Linked DNA regions of Sus scrofa: region 1 is linked to region 2. Evidence: chromatin contacts called from public HiChIP or PLAC-seq data. All regions are on one chromosome and are shown on one strand. Each heading gives the region's core, a stretch centred on a gene start, on an enhancer-like site or on the middle of the called end of the contact. The rest is flanking DNA. Distances are from core to core; before and after follow the strand shown. Region 1 holds the start of CAP2 (adenylyl cyclase-associated protein 2). Region 2 holds the start of RBM24 (RNA-binding protein 24).

Region 1 (5,192 bases), core at 1,450-3,949, 85 kb after region 2:
ATTGGATGTTTTCCATTTGCTGGTGTGGTCTCTTACTGGAAAGGGGGAAAGGGGATTCAGGAAAAATAGCAAGGGGGCCATGATCTGGTCTTGGTATCTCAGCAGCCATGCGGATGGAAGAGGCTTCACAGAGACCTGGGGCCGTAACATCACTTCATTTAGGGCACAGCTTAGAATCCAGGGGCCCATTCTCTCTCTTTGCACTTCTTTGAGAAGCATGAACACCGCTTAGGAAGAGGGTATATTTAGGTTCTTTTGTTTCCATCCAATACACCCTTTTGAGGGAGAATTCTTCACCAAGCCAGCTCATAGACAGTTAGTCTCCTACATGTCAAACTGAGCCACAGGTGTGCTTGGACCTCAGGAGCAGATTCTGGGAGAGAAACATGGAAGCCTGGATTTCACTTGATTTTAGTAGGTGCTTTATAGACTATGAATTTCAAGGTCCTGAGTCACCTACTCTGTGTTGAAGTCCTGATGAAACCCCTTCATATAAAATAGTCAACATAGGAGTTCCCTTGTGGCTCAGCATGTTAAGGATCTGGCATTGTTACTGCAGCAGCTCGAGTCACTTCTGTGGCTTGGGTTTAATCCCTGGCTCAGGAACTTCCATGTGGCATGACCATGGCCAAAAAAAACAAAACAAAACAAAACAAAAAAACCCAATCAACTTAAAAACTTTACACAATATAAAGAAAGACAGAACTGCAGAACCATTCCAGTGATGCACCCCCCCCACCCCCACCCCCAACTTCCACTGTGTTAGCAGCGTTCTGGTAGAGCCCTAGATGGTGGCAACCAGGGTGTTATCCAGAGGGACAAAATCAACGGAGAAGGGGAGTCTTGGGTGCAATGTAGAGGCCCAAGATGGAATAAGATAAGAATGTTGTTAGCTTTGGCAATTAAGGGAGCATTAATTCAAATTAAATATGAGGCAGCAGCCGCCTTGTCAGCACGTAACAAGGTCATCTGCTAAGGAGAAAGGCAAGCATTTGGGTTGGAATCTCAAGGTCTGAAAAGATTTTAAAAAGCCCAGTGTCTTGTCTTCTTTCCAACTCCACCACTTATAGAACAAATCTTGTAAAAGAAAAAAATGTATCAGTAAATATGTATTCAGTGACCTTTCTGTATTTGCCTTGGGAAAATCACCTTGAACTTTTTAAAGGACTTGATCCCTGCTTTCTTGGAACTTTCAGGTCTAGTTGGAAAATATGAACCATAAATATTAGAGAGTTGTGAGGAAGAAGAGTTCACTGGGGGGTAGCCCCACTGAGGCATCTGTCACATCACACACGGATGCTACACGAGGTGGAATTAGTTACATTGGAAGAATTTAGGCAGCAGGTTAAGACTCACTCCTTTCTCCTCCAAACTAATGAATTATTTCTTAGAAGATTTCTCTACCTCCTCTTTCCAATCCTAGATAGCACCTCCAAATTAACTCTCATTGTCATAATTCTGTTCCACACCTGTCAATAATCCCCCAATGCTTGCCCCTTATGGTTCCAACAACTTAGGCCAACATTGACAGCCCTCAGCACGTGGGACCTATCTTTGCTTCCCAGATCTGGAACACCCAACTCTCCATTCCAGCTAAGCTCACTGACTGTCCTTTGTACCTGTCCCATCGTTTTCACCTCTCCACTTTTGTCCCTGTTGTTCCTTTGATCTTAAGTACGCTTTCTCCACTGCCCATTCTTATCATCTTATTTCTGCTTGAAGACTCAACTCTTACCTCCACCAGGAAGTACTCTTTGGTCCCTGGTGCTGGAAGCCAACTCCCTCTTTTCTGCACATCCACGGACATTGTTCATACTTCTCTCAGGACAAGTTTTGTAGTCTTCCTTACCCTCTGGTTATTTTTATACTCTGTTCATCTTCTCATTATACTATAAATCTAAGGGGAGGATGTGTGCCTCATTCACCTTTATCCTCTATAATACTTTATACTCCAGTGCACAATATGCTTGGCTAAAAGAAATGCTCTATTAATGATGATTGAAGTTAATGCTAGAGAAAAAAAAAGTTTTGTTGGACTGGATGCTTGGAAGTTTGTCTTATGTTACCAGTGTCATAAACAATGCCACTTTGTTTCCCTTCTTTGTCTTTCCCGACAAAGGGGAGCAAAGAGACACTCCCCATCACCACTTCTGGACTAGAGCCATGTGTAATAGGCAACACCCTCATTTAAGTGGTGACCTATAGGGTCAGAATAAGCCTTGGAATGCACAGAACCAAATTAGATGCACTTCTAACCTCAACAGAGAGTACTGGATTTGTAGACACTCATCCTAGTGTGTGTTTAAAAAATTTGCTTTAAGTAATATCAATTACCCTCATTTTCTGTAATTATTTCCCTTGCATTCATTCAATGAAGAGCTTATTCCAGATTGAAATGAACTAATGAAAACTGAAAATCAGTGTTTTCCTTCTAATAGTGTTAACAAAAAAGTAAAAACAAAAACACCCAATTTTGTAATTATAATCAATGTATGAAGAAGAATGGCTACAAATTTACATTAAAAAAAAAAAGCACATGTGGTTGGGGATACCTTTGTTTTGAAATAATCGGGCAATTTTTAATTTTTAAAGACGTATGTAAAATACATTTAAAAATACATTTTTAAAATACTGTTACAAAATATGAGCGCATCTGAACTTGATGGCTAGCTAAAGCATTACTTGTCCACCTCCCTCTCCAGCCAGGACCTCTATACCTCCACTGGGTTGAAGAACACACAGGCCTGTCTCTTCCTTCCTAAGGACCCATCATTTCTCTACAAAAGTCTTTGAGGATCCAATCTGTGGCTCCTTCAGCCAGGAGCCTCCCGGATCTTTCCAGACTTCATCGCAATACTGCCTGATGCGGTGAATTCATTTCTCTCCCAGGCTGGCGCTTGGCAGGCTCTCTTTCTCGTCCTCTGCCTTCCTCATCTCCCTCTCGTTTCTCCCACGGCCCATCTGCCCCTCCTTTCGTCCATCCCCCTCTCCTCTCTGCTCCCCTTTATTTCCACTCTCCACCCGCGGAGCTTGGCTCTCCTCCCTCCCTCCCGCTCCCTCTCTCCCCCTCGGCTTGTCTGTATTTGGAGCTCCCGGAAGCCGCCGGCCACTCTCCCCGGAGCAGCGTGACTGACACGGACTCCTACTCAGGGGGGAGGAGGAGGAGGAGGGGTGGCGGGCAGGCAGGAGGAGGGTGCGAGTGGCCGAGCGCGGCATCACCGAGCCGAGCACCAGACCCCAGGCCCCCAAGCAGGTAATCCGGAGCGGCTGGGCCCTGCGAGGGTGGGGAAGGGCCGAGGTGCAGGTGGAGGGGGGGTAGGGGTACCTCGAGGAGGCCGTGCTTGGAAGTTGCGCTCAGTGGGTGGGGTGCAGAGGGGCTGGGGCGCGGCGGGCGTGCAGGGAATAAAGGAGGCTCGGGCGCCTGTGGGGTCAGAACGCCGCGCGGACAGCGAGACTTTGCGGGGCACCGGCGGAGCAGGGCTCGTGCCAGCGAGCGCCCCATCTGGGTCAGTGCAGCGGCCCTCCCTGCCCCCGCCGCCTGCCCTGCTGGAACGGGGTTAGATCCTGGCCTCCCCCCGCCTCGCTGCTGCTGCTGCTGCTGCTACTGCTGCTGCTGCTGCGCGACAGGCCCATCTAACTTTGGAGGTTCTCTTCCTCTTGGCTCTGAGCTTCAGGGCAGTGCAGAGATTGAGGGGGACTGTCATTGCACTGGATCTGACCGTCTCCAGAGAGGACTGGAAAGAAAAGGACCTGGCTTCTCTGCAGAACCTGACTCGAGGCCATGAGTCACTTTCAAAAAATGCAAAGGCCACTGAGGCATTGAGGGACAGTTCAAGAGGGCACCTTGCCGCTCAGTTCCTGTCTCCTTTGGATAGAGGGTGATTCATGGAGGTAGTAGCCTCGTTATCACCACTTTGGGGACTAATAATCGCATAAGCAGATGGCCTTTGCTTTATTGCCACCAGAGTGGTGTCTGACAGCCCCAACAGGCTGCAAGTTTTAGCAGTATTTGAACCGATGGATGCATTCTCTAAAATGAGTAAATATGGGTGGCTGCATTTAGGATATTGAACGAGGGTTAGGTCCAAACAGCCAAAGTAGAGATGAACACAGCATAAAAGAGCAAGACTCTTTGGTGATGTAGGGAATACAGAAGCCTATGGGACTTAAAGCCCCAAAGTTTACCAGAATTATTTACAGAGTGCTATTTCTTGACTGCTTACATAAACTTTAGTTTAAGGAGCATGGCTTCAAATTTCTGGTAACGTGTCTAAGCCCCTTTAATGTAAGATTACAACTGTGGGGTGATCTTTGGAGGAATTTTTCTTAGAGTTACCAGAGTCTAATTAGACTGTAAGCCTCTTGAGGGCAAGATGGAGTTTTTGGTAGTTTTTACTGTACCAAGCAGTATTTGACCCACAGCATGTAATGAGCAGGCAATAAAAAATAAAAGTTTGTGAAAATGATTAACTCAGTGGTTTGAGTGAAGCTGGATCATGATTTTTTGAAGCATTATTGTGCAAGGAAGGTCTCCTCTATGATCCCCAAATCTAAAAATCCTAAATAAAATTAAATCAAGGTGTCATATATATATTTATTAAAGAGAAAAAAAAGTTGACTACGAGAAATCATGACAGTGACTGTCAAGGTGGTTTTGACTTGTAGGAAATAGGTTTTTGCTGCTCGTTGTCAAAGTGAGAAGTAATTGAATTTGTTGACATATTTTACGGTCTGGCAACCTTTTTGAGTGAAGGGCTGGAGAGTAAACATGTAGGTTTTGGGAGTTCCCGTCGTGGCGCAGTGGTTAACGAATCCGACTAGGAACCATGAGGTTGCGGGTTCGGTCCCTGCCCTTGCTCAGTGGGTTAACGATCCGGCGTTGCCGTGAGCTGTGGTGTAGGTTGCAGACGCGGCTCGGATCCCGAGTTGCTGTGGCTCTGGCGTAGGCCGGTGGCTACAGCTCCGATTGGACCCCTAGCCTGGGAACCTCCATATGCCGCAGGAGCGGCCCAAAGAAATAGCAAAAAAAAAAAAAAAAACATGTAGGTTTTGCTGGCTAGATGGTCTCTTGAGTAACAGCTCATCTGTGCTGTAGCTTAAAAGAAGCCATAGTCAATACCTAAAGGAATGGTATGACTATATTTCACTTATTTGTGGACCCTGAAATTTGAAGTTCGTACAATTTTCACCAG
Region 2 (6,045 bases), core at 2,889-5,388:
TCACTTTACTGTACAGAAGAAATTGGCACAATATTATAAGTTAACTACACTTCAATTTTTAAAAAGTAAGTAAATAACACTTGAGTGCCGACATCAGGCTATCTCATAAATCCCAGCTGACTGGCTCAACATCTGTAGATCAAGAGTCAGATTAGCATCTTCCATTCTAGGGTGCATATGGTCAAGACGGACTGTCAAAGGTGTTTCTAACCACATTTGTACTTTTCAATAAAGGAAAGCAAACGAGGTCTTGGAGCTGGTTAATGATGGCTTGGACTGGGCCCTAGTCTCCTGTCTTGGGATCCAGGGCTATTTTCACTGCACTGTGTCCTGGGCCTCCCAGCAACATCATCAGAATGAATCTGTCATCCAGAAAAAGTCATTCAATACCATTTGGAGAGATCATCTTCTCCTTAAAATAACTTGGCAACTCCAAGGCTCACTGTTTAAAGACTTAAAACCAAAGTACACCCTGAATTTAAAGTGTGAAGAAACACAGTGGATTTAAACTGTTTGAATTCTCTTCCTTCCCTTTTAGACTTATGTAATAGAATTTAAAGTGTGTGGACACTTAAAGCCACTTCTACACAGGCAGCATGAAACTGTCGGATGGGTGAGGTGGCAGTGAACTTTTTTTGTCCCCCTCACTTTCATTTTTGTCCTTCCCTCATCCTCTAATGTGACACTATTTTGCTGTCTATTTTCTGGACGCTGGATGATAAAAGAGGCATTATGACTTTCATGATTGAATAACAGTTACAAATTTCCATTTCATTTTACTTACCAGCTTAGATGTGGGTTAATGCAGCATGAACAGAATTCTCCCAGAGGTGGATCTGAGCTGAACTGACTAGGTTTCTGACTGCCAACTCTTCTGCACACTAAAATAGCAGCATAACCTATTACACACATTTGTTATCTGTTACTAAGAGAAAATTACCAACCCACCCAGAAAAACAGAAATACATCTGATCATGGGACTTCTGCAAAGGGCAGAAAACCTGTTGGGTTTACATCAGAATGCTCACAGACTCTCAAAAGAAGGTAAACATCTCCAAACAACCAAAACAAAAGACGTCATGGAAGCTACATTTTTGTTTTCCAAATTAAAAAAAAAAAAAAGTGCCTGGCTGAAATATTTTGCAAATGGTTAGTTCTAAGAATGTATTTTCTCTCATCAAGCTTGCAAGTAGATAAGATACTTGCTTTACAATAGCAGGTCTCTCCAATAAATATTTCTTCAGTATTCATGTGTGTGGTACCCAGTGGAAGACATCATTGACCTGCAGGAGATCAAGCAACATCTTAAGAGACCAGCCCTTCCTGGAGGAGAGTAACTGCCCAGAGCAATACCATCTCTGGAGGAGGCACCTCCTTAACCTGGAGTAGTACTTCCCTCCCTTGGGAAATATTACTCTCTTTACTCAACATTCTTTATTAGCCCAGAGTTGATCTCCATGATTAAGTTAAGAGGAAGAGGGGGAAAAAAAAAAAAAAACAGATAAATGAACATGAAACTTGGAATTTTGGTTTTAGCCTTTCAGATCAGATAAAGATCTTCAACAAAGTGGACAATAATGTACTGTAAGTAATGAAATAATATTGATCTTGCCATGGAGTAGGAATCGAGGATTCAGGGCCATCCATATGTAGTCATTTGGATATGACAAGCTTGGAACCTATTTATAACTTTTAAAGGATTTTATGGCTCTTCCTTTCTAGAGAAACACACATCATATCGCTGTGAATATACAAGCGTTCTTCTCTGCCAAAAGCAGCTGAGAAAGCAAAAGGATTACCCAAGTATTGTTTCTCAAACCTGAATTTGTAATGGGTAATTATGCAAAAATATTTGGTACTTAATAATCTTGAAACTTTGAATTCGCAAAGATGTTATGTCCCCAAGGCTACATGGTCTGATGGCTCAGGTTCATAAACCCACTAAGAATGAATCTGGCTATTGTAACTGTACCTACTTAAGAGCAAATGTCAAACAAACCCAGCTCCAGCAATGTCCCGCCCTAACCCAGCACCTGCCTGTGGGGGGCGCTCAGTGGTTTGTCAAGCTGAACAGAGTATGACTTCAGCTTCTAGTTGAATTGGTTTGGAAAATAAGGAAACTTCATTCCTCTTAACCTTTGTTTTCAATGGGTCACGTAACACCAGATTAAAGTAATGCTTTAATTATCCCTGGAATTCAAAATTCGGGAGATCCAAGCATCATTTCATACAAAATGAAGGACGTTTCAAACAAAGTTATCAAATTTATTGTTGGAAGGACTGCGGAGGACGGCCACAGTAGCTTCTCTGAGACCATGGCAGGGAAGCATCTTTTTTCCAGAAGCCAGGTTCTACCACCCAGGTATCCCAACCTAGGATCAGAATTTCCTTGTAGATTTCACCACTTTACCTCCTGAACATGGGAGCTGCTGGCTACACTTCCAGACACCCACCTCCCTGATATTATCACAGTCTCTCTGGGGTGGGCTCCCCATCCAGGTAGGAAGAGAAGCGAGACCGCCTAAATCACTGTTCTCAGTAAGTAGCTTCCTCTCACAATAGAGGTTTTGCCTGAGCCTCATCTAAGTACAGTAATTCTTAAGTGACACTGCACGGTGGATGTTGAATATTTAGAAAAACACGCCTCCTCTGTTTCATGGCCTGCTTTGTTTTTCGAATTTTTAAAAATCATCTTTCATGGTACCAGTACAAAGAGTTCCTTTTCAACCTGTATTTTAACTCGGCAATGAGGAGAGGGTGTTGTTTACAATTTCACTTTCTGGCTGTCAAGCCTGTAAAATCTTTTTCTTCAATTGGATTTTTAAAAGATTTTTCAAGAAACTTTTGATTTCTTAGTCCTCCATAACTCCCACTGGGGGTTCACACTTAAAGAAATGGATGACCTCAAAAGGCCAGCCTCATGTAAAGTCAGCAAGATGAAAAACAGAATCCAACATATTGCACAAGAATATTTGCATTCCCATTAGCTTTTGCAAATGCAATATATCACATCCTCTTGGGCTGACTGCAAATGTGCCCTGGAGAGAGGAACAAAAGTATGTGCCTCTCTAATAGGTTAACACTGAACTGCTTTAAACTGAATAAATGTTGCTGCCCAGGGGCAGTTACTGTGTGGACTTCAGTGGACACTTCTGGTGGAAATGACTTAAAAGCAAACTGAGTGCCAACAGTGGAGGGTGAAACATTCTGCTCCCATTAAACATCTTCAGCCAAACCTCAAATATGACCATGAGTTTACAGACTAATGGAATGAACTCTTGATTTAAAAAAAAAAAAAAAAAAAAAAAAAAAACTGATCCGAAAAAATAAATATACATGGTCTTTATTTTCTACAAATGCTTAAAGGTTTGCTGGTAGAAACCAGGGCTTATGTAACAAGTCTATTTCAAAAATTACACTTTTACAACTACATCTTGATAAAAACAGTTGGGGTCAAGTCACTAATCATTCCTGTAATTTAAATAGTAGGAAATAGGTTAATTCTTTGCTTAGGGGGGAAAAGGTGAATTTATGATGTGAAATCTGCATCAATCTTTCCGAATAGTTAGGGAGGACACAAATTTGGTGACTGTGAGATGAAGTGCTAATTTATGGTCCTTTGAAATAGAAGGCTGTGCCTGATAGACAGGTGTCTACGGTAACTTAGCCTGGCTGAGCCCTGAGCAAAGAAAGCTGATGGTTCTCCCCAGTACACCCGAGGACCAGACCATTTTCTCCCTCCTGGCTGTGCCTCTCTGGTTTTGTCCTCACCACCAGCTCATTGGGGTCAAGGAAGGTTGGGGGCCCCCCTTTTCACTCTCCAGACGCGAGGGTATCCAACTCCGGTGTCCTTGGCGGAGCTCGTGGGCGCCTCGCGCCCGGAGGGAATTGGCCTCCCAGCGAACCGCTCCAGGCCTCGGGGCCCCCAGCTCTTCAGTCCAGGTCGTCAGCCGTGTCACCGAGGCCGAGCGCAAAGAGCTCGCGTGGCCGTTTTGGAAAGAGACGTGGCTCCCTATTCGGGCGTAGTCCCCGTGTCCCAGGTCCCGGCTGGGGCCGCGCTGAGTCCCTAGGACTTTGTCCGGTTAGGGCCGGCGACGCCGAGAGCCAGGCCGCCTCCAGCCATCCCCAGCCCTACCCCAGCGCCGGCTGCAGAGCCGGAGTCTGGCCGCCCAGCGCCACGCCGCGCGGCTAGAGAAGCAGCTGTTCCCAACAGCTGGGGGGCGGCGGCGCCGGGCGCCCCAGGTGCGGCCGCGGCCAATCGCAGGAGTCCGGCCCGCCCCCTCCCCAGCCGGGCGCCGACCCCCGGCCCGCGGGGGAAGGGAGCAGAGAGGTGGAGAGCTGTCCTCGCCACTTGTCTTCCAGCTTCCGCGGCGGGAGGGACAGAACCCGAGCCGAAGCCGCGCGGAGTCCCCTACCCCCGGCTCCGCCGCCGCCGCCGCCGCCGCGCCCCCAGCTCAACCACCTCCGTGCCAGGACGCTCTCCCAGCCGACCCTACCCACGCCCCGCGCGAGACACCTACCTAATTTCTAGGAAAGAAAAATCTACCTCTAAACGCACCCCAGTTCTCGGCTTGAGGACCACCCTCCCTTTTCATTTTTGGCCTCCCCGCCGGGTGAGTGAAAACCGTTTGCACATCCTAAGGAACCGCAGCCTAACCCAGACGATCGGGAGAATTTGTACTGTGACCGGCAGGGGGGGCGGGAGGAGAGAGCGAAGTCAAGTCTCCCGGGCTGCTGGCGACCTCGGCAGCTGCGCGCCCCGCGCCCTCGGCCGCCCCCGGCCGCTCGTCCCCGCCGCGCCGCCGTCCTCGCCCCCGGGCTCGCCCTTGGTCCCCGGAGGCCGCGAAAGGGTGCGGGAGACGCGGAGCCGGAGGAGGAGGCGCAGCCGCTGCCCAAGCCGCAGCCGCAGCCGCAGCCGGAGCCCGAGCCGCGGGGCCGGCGCGAAGATGCACACGACCCAGAAGGACACGACGTACACCAAGATCTTCGTCGGGGGGCTGCCCTACCACACCACCGACGCCAGCCTGCGCAAGTACTTCGAGGTCTTCGGCGAGATCGAGGAGGCGGTGGTCATCACCGACCGGCAGACCGGCAAGTCCCGGGGCTATGGATTTGTAAGTTGCGCGGATGCGGGGCCGGGGGGTGGGGGTGGGGGAGTGGAGAGGGCGACAAAAAGCCTGGCGGGGAAATCGAGGACCGCGGAGGCGGGAAAGGGCAGAGTGGCGCTTGGCCCGAGGGGGTCGGAGTTTGGAGTGGGGGGCTCGGAGTGACTGTGCGAGGATCCCCGCGGGCGCGCGCGCTGTTGCCCCTTCGCTCCCGGCTGAACTGAAAGTTTGCGCGCGGCGGAGCTGGGGGAGGGAGGGCCGGCGCCTGCCTTCGGGGGCTCGGAGGGGATGGAGAGCACTGCGAAGTCGAGGGACAGGCGGAGCAGGGGTGGAAGGAGAGAACTGTAACCACCGCTGGGTTTGGGGTTGCGGGGGATTGGGAGCCACAGCCCCTAGGAGTTGCACTCGGGTTGGAGGCCGGTCTGGAAGCGCGCTGTTGCTTTGTCAAGAGGCGTGGGTCCTCCTGGTGCTCCGGCTGGGGCAGAGAGCGGACACCTCAGGAGGTCTGGGCCTCCTCTTCTGCCACCTCCCTCCTCCCTTTTTTTGTAAATTGCAAAGATGCGTTCTTTTAAAAGATCAGCTTCTGGCTCTTTGCCGAAGTGAAAGAGAGCCTAGTAAGCTTCCCGGAGATTTCCGCGTGTAAATTCAGCCACCGAGGAGCGGGGAGCCCCAGCGTAGGACAATAGCTATTGTCGTTGGGGAGTGTTTGCGGGGATGGGAACAACGGGCGGGCGGAGGTGCGGCTAGTCTTTCTTTAAAGCAAACTGTGCCTCTCAGGCCGCGGAGGGACCTGGGGAATGGTCGGGGGCGGGGGTGGGGGGGATGTGGAGGTGTTCTAAGACGGAGTTCAGGCTTCCGAATCTCTGCTAGGCCTTACTAGCACCTTTAGGACTTGGGGGGGGGGGCTCCTCTGTTTTCTCTTTTTGTTTCGGATGGAGGA

What was found. HiChIP or PLAC-seq counts read pairs in DNA pulled down with a chosen protein or histone mark.
Region 1: an H3K27ac HiChIP or PLAC-seq map of skeletal muscle shows a contact between it and region 2. The contact joins the promoter of CAP2 here to the promoter of RBM24 in region 2. A contact is called at or near these places in 8 of 47 Hi-C or Micro-C datasets (brain, fetal heart ventricle, fetal skeletal muscle and 3 more) and 1 of 2 datasets of contacts at active chromatin or transcription factors (skeletal muscle).

The regions. Positions count from the first base shown.
Region 1 is chr7:13,208,411-13,213,602 of Sscrofa11.1, forward strand. It overlaps CAP2 (adenylyl cyclase-associated protein 2), which reads left to right and starts at 2,700. Exons shown (of 13, transcript XM_021100214.1): 1 at 2,700-3,253.
Region 2 is chr7:13,122,380-13,128,424 of Sscrofa11.1, forward strand. It overlaps RBM24 (RNA-binding protein 24), which reads left to right and starts at 4,139. Exons shown (of 4, transcript XM_001925447.6): 1 at 4,139-5,114. The coding sequence starts at 4,947. LOC110261788 (a long non-coding RNA gene) reads right to left here and starts at 4,169. Exons shown (of 3, transcript XR_002346330.1): 1 at 785-4,169.